Regions from separate parts of the Mus musculus genome. Here all the other regions are linked to region 2. The links are chromatin contacts, called in public ChIA-PET maps. All regions are on one chromosome and are shown on one strand. The core of a region is the stretch at or near the end of the contact, and the rest is flanking DNA. Distances in the headings are between cores, read along the strand shown.

Region 1 (2,700 bases), core at 14-2,513, 250 kb before region 2:
TAATAAAAAATATAAAAAAAGAAACAGAAGCAAATCAAAGCAAATATTTATAATATGATCTCTTATACAAAATGTAAAATCATCATCATATTTCTATTACATATATAAATAGAGTCTGAAAGAATAATAACAGACCCCCAAGAATGAAGGAGTAGTTTTTTCCTTATGTTCTTTTAATCTTTAATTGTCTTGTTCCAGTAAGAACAGTGGTTCTCAACCTTCCTAATGCTATGACTCTTAATACAGTTTCTCATATTGTAGTGACCCCCCAATCATTAAATTATTTTGGTTTCTTCTTCATAGCTGTAATTTTGCTACTGTTATGAATCATAATGTAAATATCTGATGGGTAACCCGTGTGTAAGGGCTGTTTGACCCCCAAAGAAGTCTTGACCATAGGTTGAAAACCACTGCAACAAGAGTATCTCTTTGAGTGATGGCCAAGAGAGATTAGTGAGCAATATCCTTAGTGCCTGTGATAACAATGGGTATATTGCATGTGCATATTCAGGCTTAGCTTGAAAAAATTGTGTGCGTGTGTGTGTGTGTGTGTGTGTGTGTGTGTGTGTGTGTGTGTATTTATCACCGTGTGCCATGGATTCTTGTGTGATACGTGGCATCAAACATCCTTTGTGGTCTGTGGTCAGCAGATACAAAGAAAGTATATCTTCCACTTCATGTTGTCTTAATCTTCAAAGGCAGAAGCTAGCCCAGGACATGTCTACAACGACAGAGGCTTTGTTTTCAACATCAAACAGTCTGTTTCTACTGGGTTGACTGGGCATAGGAATGCATTTATGCCCTTCTTTCAGGATTCACAGATCCACCTAGTGCTGCAGCTTCAAGCACTGGGCAGTGATTCCTCTGTAGATGCCTGCTGTCTCCTCCAAACTGGCTGATTTTGTTTTTTACCAGCCTTGCACAAGCACCAAACTACCCACTGGTGGTGAATCCCAGTGTCTTGGGAAGCAAGCAACTGTTTGCCCTGGGCTTAGTTTCTAATTGATGGTTGTTTCTTACAACCTTAGCTGGGTCTCGCTTCTCTAGGAAATTTTCTAGATGTCATCTCAAAATCAGTGGTACCTACTCTGCTCAGGGGTTACAGTACCTCTTGTGTGTTAAAGCAAATTTGTTTGAAGCCAACCCCAGACTTAAATAGATATGACTCAAATAGAAATAATTACTGTAGGGATCGAAAACTGTCTAGTAATTGTTCTTTCTTGACTCAGCTTGTGTGGAGCAGCCAAGTGCAGAAGAGATTGGCTCTTATGTGCCTGCTGCTCTTCTGCCAGCATCCTGTCTGCAAATGGAGTACTAGTGTGATGAGGCTTCGTGGGGCAAGAGGAAGGCTGGAGCCCCTGATACCATGTGATTCTGAGGAAATGTGTTTCTTAAACCTCCAAAATGAAGGAATGCTATGTTTGCCTCCTGGGAGCATAGCCAGGCTTTCAGTTGTCCCTCCTCATCAGACTTCCCTGGAGTGCTCCTGCTCCCTAGCCTACCTTGGATTGCTGGATGATACAAAGAAATATCAAGGGGTTCTACATTGATACAGACACATAAATCATCCCAGTGTTGCAGAGTTGCAAATGTGTATCAGGTAGAAGGGTCCCCAAGGCACCCAGGAGAATGTGACAGCCAGGAAGACTGTACCAAAGGGTGAGAGTTTTGTTTGGTCCTGAAAAATAACAAGAGCTTGCTAGGTGGTGACAGTGAGGACAGTTGAATGTGATTCCTAGTAAAGAGCAACACATGGTAATGCGGTGCAGGGTGTGTCCTGGCCTGTTGGAAAGGCTCAGCAGACAGAGTGCAATGCATCAGAGTGGCTAGACTGGAAAGGCAGCCTCAGAAAGGAGGACCAGTTGTTTGTTAGGCTTTAGAGTCTTGTGGGAGTTAGAGACTCACCCAAGATTTGTGTACCAATCAAGTGACACAGTCAGACTGCTTTTCCAGTAGTTATCAGTGCAGAAACAGAAGGGAGGGAGGAGATACACATCTTAGAGACCCCTGGAAGCTCTGCCCTATTCCTAGTTAGAAATAAGGGTTTGACCTGGACTACTAAGGAGTGAGATCTGTTTTCTAGAAATAAAAGATCAGATTGGATCTGGGACTGTCGCACAAAATGATACAGCAATGTTAAAAATGAAAGAATGGGGAAAGATTCAAAAGCAAATTGAGCCAAAAGAAAGAGGGACCAACAGTGGTTCCCTGTTGTCTATTAGACAAACACATGATGGGTACAAAGCAAAGAGTCAGCTACTGTAATGTCAGAAGGAGTAATCCATCAAAAAGATGTAACAACCATTAACCTCTGGGCACCTCAGAAACAAGTTAAAAATAGCCATTTCTTGGGTAGAGTGGAAAGGAATTATCTCCTGTTCAGTTGTGGGGTGGGGCAAGGGAGGTGTCAGAGTACCTTACATAATAGCTTCATGGCGCAGACACTCGGACAACTGATGGATATGCACACCCGAGAGCTCTGGGTGATATGTTCCTGCTGTTTTCCAAAGCTTGTTAGAAATGCAGGTCCATTCAGTGCTCCAGAGAGAGTATAGGTTGGACAGAAATACTTGAGCATTTTCTCGGTAAAATGTGTGGCCACTTCATTGGGTCTGAATAAAACCATACGAGAAAGTGGCAAGATAGGATGGCCAGGGAGTCATGTTTGTTATATTACGGTGTTGGTGTTTGCAGCGTTGT
Region 2 (2,700 bases), core at 123-2,622:
CCTCACATTCCCAGGCAAGTACTGAGTGCTGACTCATCTTCCAAAGGCCGCCTCCCACTAGTCTGACAAGTCACCAGGACCACAAGTGATTATTTTACGAGATGCATTTATACTTCTTCAGACCTTGTTAATTACTACTTTTACACTAGCAAATAATATTAAGATCTCCATGCTCTTCATCCAACAATTTAATTTTTTTAATGATTTTAGAAATTCATACAGGACATTAGTAAAATGAAAGGCAGTAAGGATTCTAATCCGAATGCAACATTATTAGGGGAACAAAAGGATTTTACTAAAAAATATTAAGTATGTTAGGAAGCCAGACTCTCACTAATGTCTGACTCTCTGGCTCTCCTTTCCCTCACTCTTTCTGTACCTGGGCCAGGGTGCAACTCAGGATAGAGCCTCAGGCACAACAAAAGGATAAACAAATCCTCCTGTAACAGAAGTCAGGAAAATCTTTGTAGCTGTCTTAGGTGGGAGGGAAGGAGCAGTAGAAGAAGACAGGGAAGGAGAGAAAACCTGTTTGACTAGATAATATTTATTTTTTAATTTTAACACAATTTATTATTATATAAACTTAACTGTGATAGTTTTAAATGTCAACTTGCCACAACCGAGAATCATCTTGGAAAGGCTCTGACAGAGGGATGATCTAGACTGGTTGGCTGGTAGGCATGTCTGTTGGGAACTGTCTTAATTGTTAAAGGAGGTGGGAAGAACCCCTTGAATGTGGGTGGTACCATGCCCTGAGCTGGGTCCTGGGCTGCTTAAGAGTGAGCTACAGGAGTCCTGAGCAGGAAGCCTTCTTACTTCATCCATGACTGTGGATAGGATGTTTTCCATTCCTGCCTTGACTTCCCTACAATAATATATTATAACCTAGAATTTTAAGTCAAACAAACTCTTTTTCCCCTAGGTTGCGTTTGGTCAGGACATTTTATCATAGCAACAGAATGAAATTACACTATTTACTTAGAAGGTTTTGTTCTGAGTCAGGGAGAAGCAAGGTATCACTAAGCACACAAGCCATTATGGCTGCAGCGCTCACCTGTCCTCATGTACAGCCCTCACAAGAGCCCACGAGAAAAACCTAAGAAACCTAGGCCAGACCTCAAGTGGGCAGCAGTCCGCCCTGCATGCCGAATTCAAAGCCAGAGTTTGGCTCCAAGTCACAGAACACTACCTCTTAAGAGAAATATAAAGAAATTCCAAAGCAAGTCAAGTCCTTTTGTCATGCCATTTTTTCTGCCTGCCTTCCTGACTACAATGCCACTAGAGATGGTTCGAATCAAACTGCTCTGTGGCTAGCAGCACAAGGCCAAAAGGTAAGAAGAGGACGAGGCAGTAAGAACTATGGAAAAAACATCTGTCAGAATGAAAGTGAAAGTAGCAACTACGACAATGAGCACTGGCTGCTATGCTGCTCAGCTCTGTGTCAACTTGACACAAGCTGGAGAACAGGGACTCTCAAACGAGAAAACGCCTTTATAAAATCGGTCTGTAGGCAAGGCATAGGGCCCTGCCTATTATGGGTGATACTGAGTTGGGCTGGTGTCTATATAACAGTTTTCTCCAACATTAAAACATTCCACCCTCAAGTTCCTTAAGCAGAAAGGTAAACAATGCAAAATAGCTTTAGGAAGTCCCTGAAATTGACCAGATTCACTAGGCTCCTATGAGGTAGAGTAAGCATTAAAGCTGAGACTCTCTCCCAAAGTGAGGATGAGCTGAAAAGAAGACTCTGAGACTAGAACAGCTGCCTGGAAGAAGCAGAAACAAGCTAAGCTACCTAGAAGAGGTTTGGACAAACTTATCGCCCAGAAAGAACACTCTACAACCTGTTGAGCTGCCCGCAGGCTGTGCAATATTCCAGGTTCCTAGCCTTGTGAGCTGTTACCCATGCTGGGGTGGGCTTTAGTGAAACAGCTGTCTTTGAGTCACTTCTGATCCTATGAGTAACCCCTTCTAGCCATATTCCTATAAGTAACCCCATTAAAACTCATTGGTTCACCAGTTGGACTGGTGATAGCCATACTTTGGCCTGTCATGGGATTCCTATCTGGCATGAGTAGACACGTAACTTGTCTCTCTAAAAATGTTCTGTCACACAACAGCTGGAGGTCCTAGGTGCTGTAAGAAAACTGGCTTAGCAAACTGCAGAGCAAATCAGTAAGCCGCACTCCTCCATGGCCTTTGCATCAACTCCTACCTCCAGGTTCCTGTCCTGATTTCCCCAGTGACAGACTGTGAACTAAGAGTGGTAAGATAAAATAAACCCTTTCTTCCCCAAGTGGCTTTGGGCCGTGGTGTTTTATCCCAGCAGTAGGAACCCTGTCTAGCACAGGTGGTCTGACTCACGCCCCTATAGAGCACGTGCATCGCCCTGGTCTCCTTCACCTGTAAAGGCTAAGGAAGAGCAGTCAGAATGATCCCTCCTTCCCGTACTTCACAGCAGCATCAAGAAGAAGCTAACATTCAGGAGTTTTGATGCAGGCCCTTCATGGGTTTTCTATCAACTGCAAGCCTATGTATGCATAGTTGACAGTGTGCTCCCACACACCCACCCTTTACCCTTCTAGTTTGAACTGTCCTGATTTTAATTGACAGGGTATCAAATATCATTGAGACAGTTTTAGAATGCCCCTGCTTTAAAGATGCTACCTAGACATCCCAAGCTCACTAAAAGCTCCTACA
Region 3 (2,700 bases), core at 141-2,640, 150 kb before region 2:
CATTTTTGAAGTGTACAGCAGCAGCGGTCCCAGGATGCCACACACGCCTCACACAGCTTACATTTTACAGACTTTAAGCTTACTGCAGAAAGCACTTTTAAATCACTGGTCACGTTCCCTGTCCCCACCCCCCTCCACCACCACTAATCTAGCGGGGAGAGTCACCCATCACTCGTCCATTCTTTCTACTCATGGCCAGAGTTCGTGACTCCTACCCCTCTGTCCCTTGGAACACAGGCTAGACATCATGCCAAGCAGGAAACCCATTTTAAAGTACAGAGCCTACTTCTTATGTAACAGAGATGCACAAAGCAATTAAAGTATCCTAATATCTATCATTTTTCTTTATTTCAGGTTTATCTGAATCTAGCAGGAAGGAAAATGACTTCCTGTTTCCTGAAGTAAAGCGCCAAGCACGTTCACCAATCCACTGGCACTGACAATAAGATTTTTTTGTTCTTTGCATATGCAGCAAGCCCATGCAACGGCCCCAATGTAAGACTGGATATCTGACAATATTAGAAAACACAAGGAAACCAAAATGTCCCAGAAGAATCCTGATGATAGGCTGACAGGGTGTAGCTAGGTCACTCCTGCCAGACTGGGCCTTGGAAACTGTGGAGCCTGAGGAGAGGGTGTTGTAGAAGCTGTTCTCAGAAGTCAGCTTGCTGAAAACTATTGTGCAAGACCATCTCACTGCAGCCACATGGAGACACAGCAGTGGCCAGGGCTGTGTGATAAACACCCCTCTGTTACCTGTGACCTGTGGCCTCTGACCTGTGGCTGAGGTAGCCATGAAGCATCTGGCATCTGTCCAGCACTTTCCAGTCAGTCAGACACCTTTCCCTCACATCATCTCATATGCAGCTGAGTTTCCATCCTTTATCTGTGGTTCACAGAAGGGATGCTACACTACAAACCACAGACAGGCTCGGTAATGCGGGCACACTTGGGACCAAACTTCCCTGCGTGGGGGCTCTGTCCTGTCTGCTGAGATTTCTGCTTCTTGTCTCATCTTCCTAATAAACAAAACAGTCTTTGCCCCAAACTCCAGGCCAGCCAGAAGGTGTCCATCTTCATCCCACCCCACCCCACCTCACTCTATCCCGCCCCATCCTAGCCCTTCCCATCTACCATCACATTGGATTCCAGCATCCCATCCCAGCCTACTACTGCCTACAGAAGCCAGGAGGCTGCAGGCCACTCAAGAGGCTATTATCTATAGCTTCATTCCCCTTTCTGGATAGTCTCAGCTGTTTACAGACATCATGGAAAGACTTCATATTTCTGAAGTGTAGCTCCCTCAGTCACCTACTACGGCAGGCAGCATGTGAGAGGAAGTGACTTGTGTCGTCTCATGTGGGTGCACAGTGTGCCAGTGTTTCCTTCCCCTTGCCAAGGGCACACACATGAGTAATATACTGGAGGAGCCTGCCTGCTACCAGCTCACACCTCAGTCCCTGCCTCTCCCCTTCTTCCCTCAGCCCACTCAGCTGGCCCAGCCTGCTCATCCCACACCTCAAGCTCCCCCTCCAACGCTGCTATGCGCCTGCTCAGTACTCTAACAGTGAGAGATTTGGAAGGCAGAGGTGTCTGCAAAGCTGTCAGGAAGGTTACAGCATCTCCCTTCAGACTGCAGGTGGCCACCATGTGCAGTTTTTTTGTCTAGGAACTCTATCAACATCGTGGTATGGCACCAGAAGGCTCTCCCATAAGGGTAGGGTAGTCATCTGTCCTGGTTTGCCTGGCAACAACTAAGAAATGTGGCCTCTTCCATGTTCCACAGGGAAGTTCTGGACCACTGTCTCTGGATGGACTGACTGATGAGTCACAGTCTGTGTGGGAGCAGTCAGGATGCAGGTTCAGAACAGAGGAGATGTGCCAGAGTACCTGGCCCCACTCCTGGGAGGGGCCCAGGCCTGGGACATGAGCTAGGCTGTCAAGAACAGCTGATTTTCCCTTTACTGATTCACTGTGACAGGTTGTTATAGCTTTCTCCTGGACACACACACACACACACACACACACACACACACACACACACACTCCATCTGCCATCATGCCTCCTAGTCCCTTGGTTAGCCTGCCTCCTCCTCTGCATATGCTTCTAAAGACCCAGGGTTGTCAGCACCCAGGCTCAGTGACACATGGAGGCCACCCATATGCAGGGACAGTCCTGGGCTCCAGGGGAGGGATTCCTGAGTTTGGATGTGGACCTTGTCAAGCCTCCCAGAAAACACAGTGGCCCTGATTGTTGTCACTCCCCCACCACACACACTCACAATAGGATCAACCGTGGATGACCTCTCCCCTCCGATGAATCCAGCACTGGTCAATGAACCATTTATGCACAGTCCTATTTTTAGACCTCTAGGAACAATTCAGAGCCAGAGATCACATGCCTTACAAAACAGATCTCCCTCAATTCTCTTGAAGCGTTCTGCCACATAGTCACCTCCATAGCTTCTAAGCCTCTATGTCAACCATATTTGTTTCCTGATCAGATACTTAAGTGATTGTGAAGGAAATCCCGAGGTGGTGGTAGTGGTGGTGGTCATTGTGGATTGTATGTAGTTCACAAGTTACAACTGCACGGTAATTATAACTAAGGCCTAAGGTCCAGGAGGATGGACCTGTTTCTCATGGGCACCCTGCCCCCTTAGTGCTGGGACATCAGAGAGTGCAGTGGAGGAAGCAACA

The links. ChIA-PET counts read pairs in DNA pulled down with a chosen protein or histone mark.
Region 1: an RNA polymerase II ChIA-PET map of memory CD8 T cells shows a contact between it and region 2, with 29 read pairs. The contact joins two enhancer-like sites. A contact is called at or near these places in 2 of 115 datasets of contacts at active chromatin or transcription factors (effector CD8 T cells and memory CD8 T cells) and 1 of 9 other capture datasets (liver).
Region 3: a contact with region 2 is called in an RNA polymerase II ChIA-PET map of memory CD8 T cells, with 132 read pairs. The contact joins two enhancer-like sites. A contact is called at or near these places in 2 of 115 datasets of contacts at active chromatin or transcription factors (effector CD8 T cells and memory CD8 T cells) and 1 of 9 other capture datasets (adipose tissue).

What each region holds. Positions count from the first base shown.
Region 1 is chr13:30,681,373-30,684,072 of GRCm38.p6, forward strand. The region is part of intron 3 of Dusp22 (dual specificity phosphatase 22); the gene reads left to right. Among named protein-coding and RNA genes, the nearest start is that of Dusp22, 23 kb to the left of the region's middle. Within about 2 kb of position 1,264, at least 32 of the 459 cell types and tissues checked have an H3K27ac peak or open chromatin away from gene starts, as enhancers often do. A contact at or near this core is called in effector CD8 T cells and memory CD8 T cells, where this site is marked.
Region 2 is chr13:30,931,804-30,934,503 of GRCm38.p6, forward strand. All of the region lies in intron 4 of Exoc2 (exocyst complex component 2), which reads right to left. Among named protein-coding and RNA genes, the nearest start is that of Hus1b, 15 kb to the right of the region's middle. Within about 2 kb of position 1,373, at least 75 of the 459 cell types and tissues checked have an H3K27ac peak or open chromatin away from gene starts, as enhancers often do. A contact at or near this core is called in adipose tissue, effector CD8 T cells and memory CD8 T cells, where this site is marked.
Region 3 is chr13:30,784,956-30,787,655 of GRCm38.p6, forward strand. No RefSeq gene overlaps it. Among named protein-coding and RNA genes, the nearest start is that of Irf4, 37 kb to the left of the region's middle. Within about 2 kb of position 1,391, at least 121 of the 459 cell types and tissues checked have an H3K27ac peak or open chromatin away from gene starts, as enhancers often do. A contact at or near this core is called in adipose tissue, effector CD8 T cells and memory CD8 T cells, where this site is marked.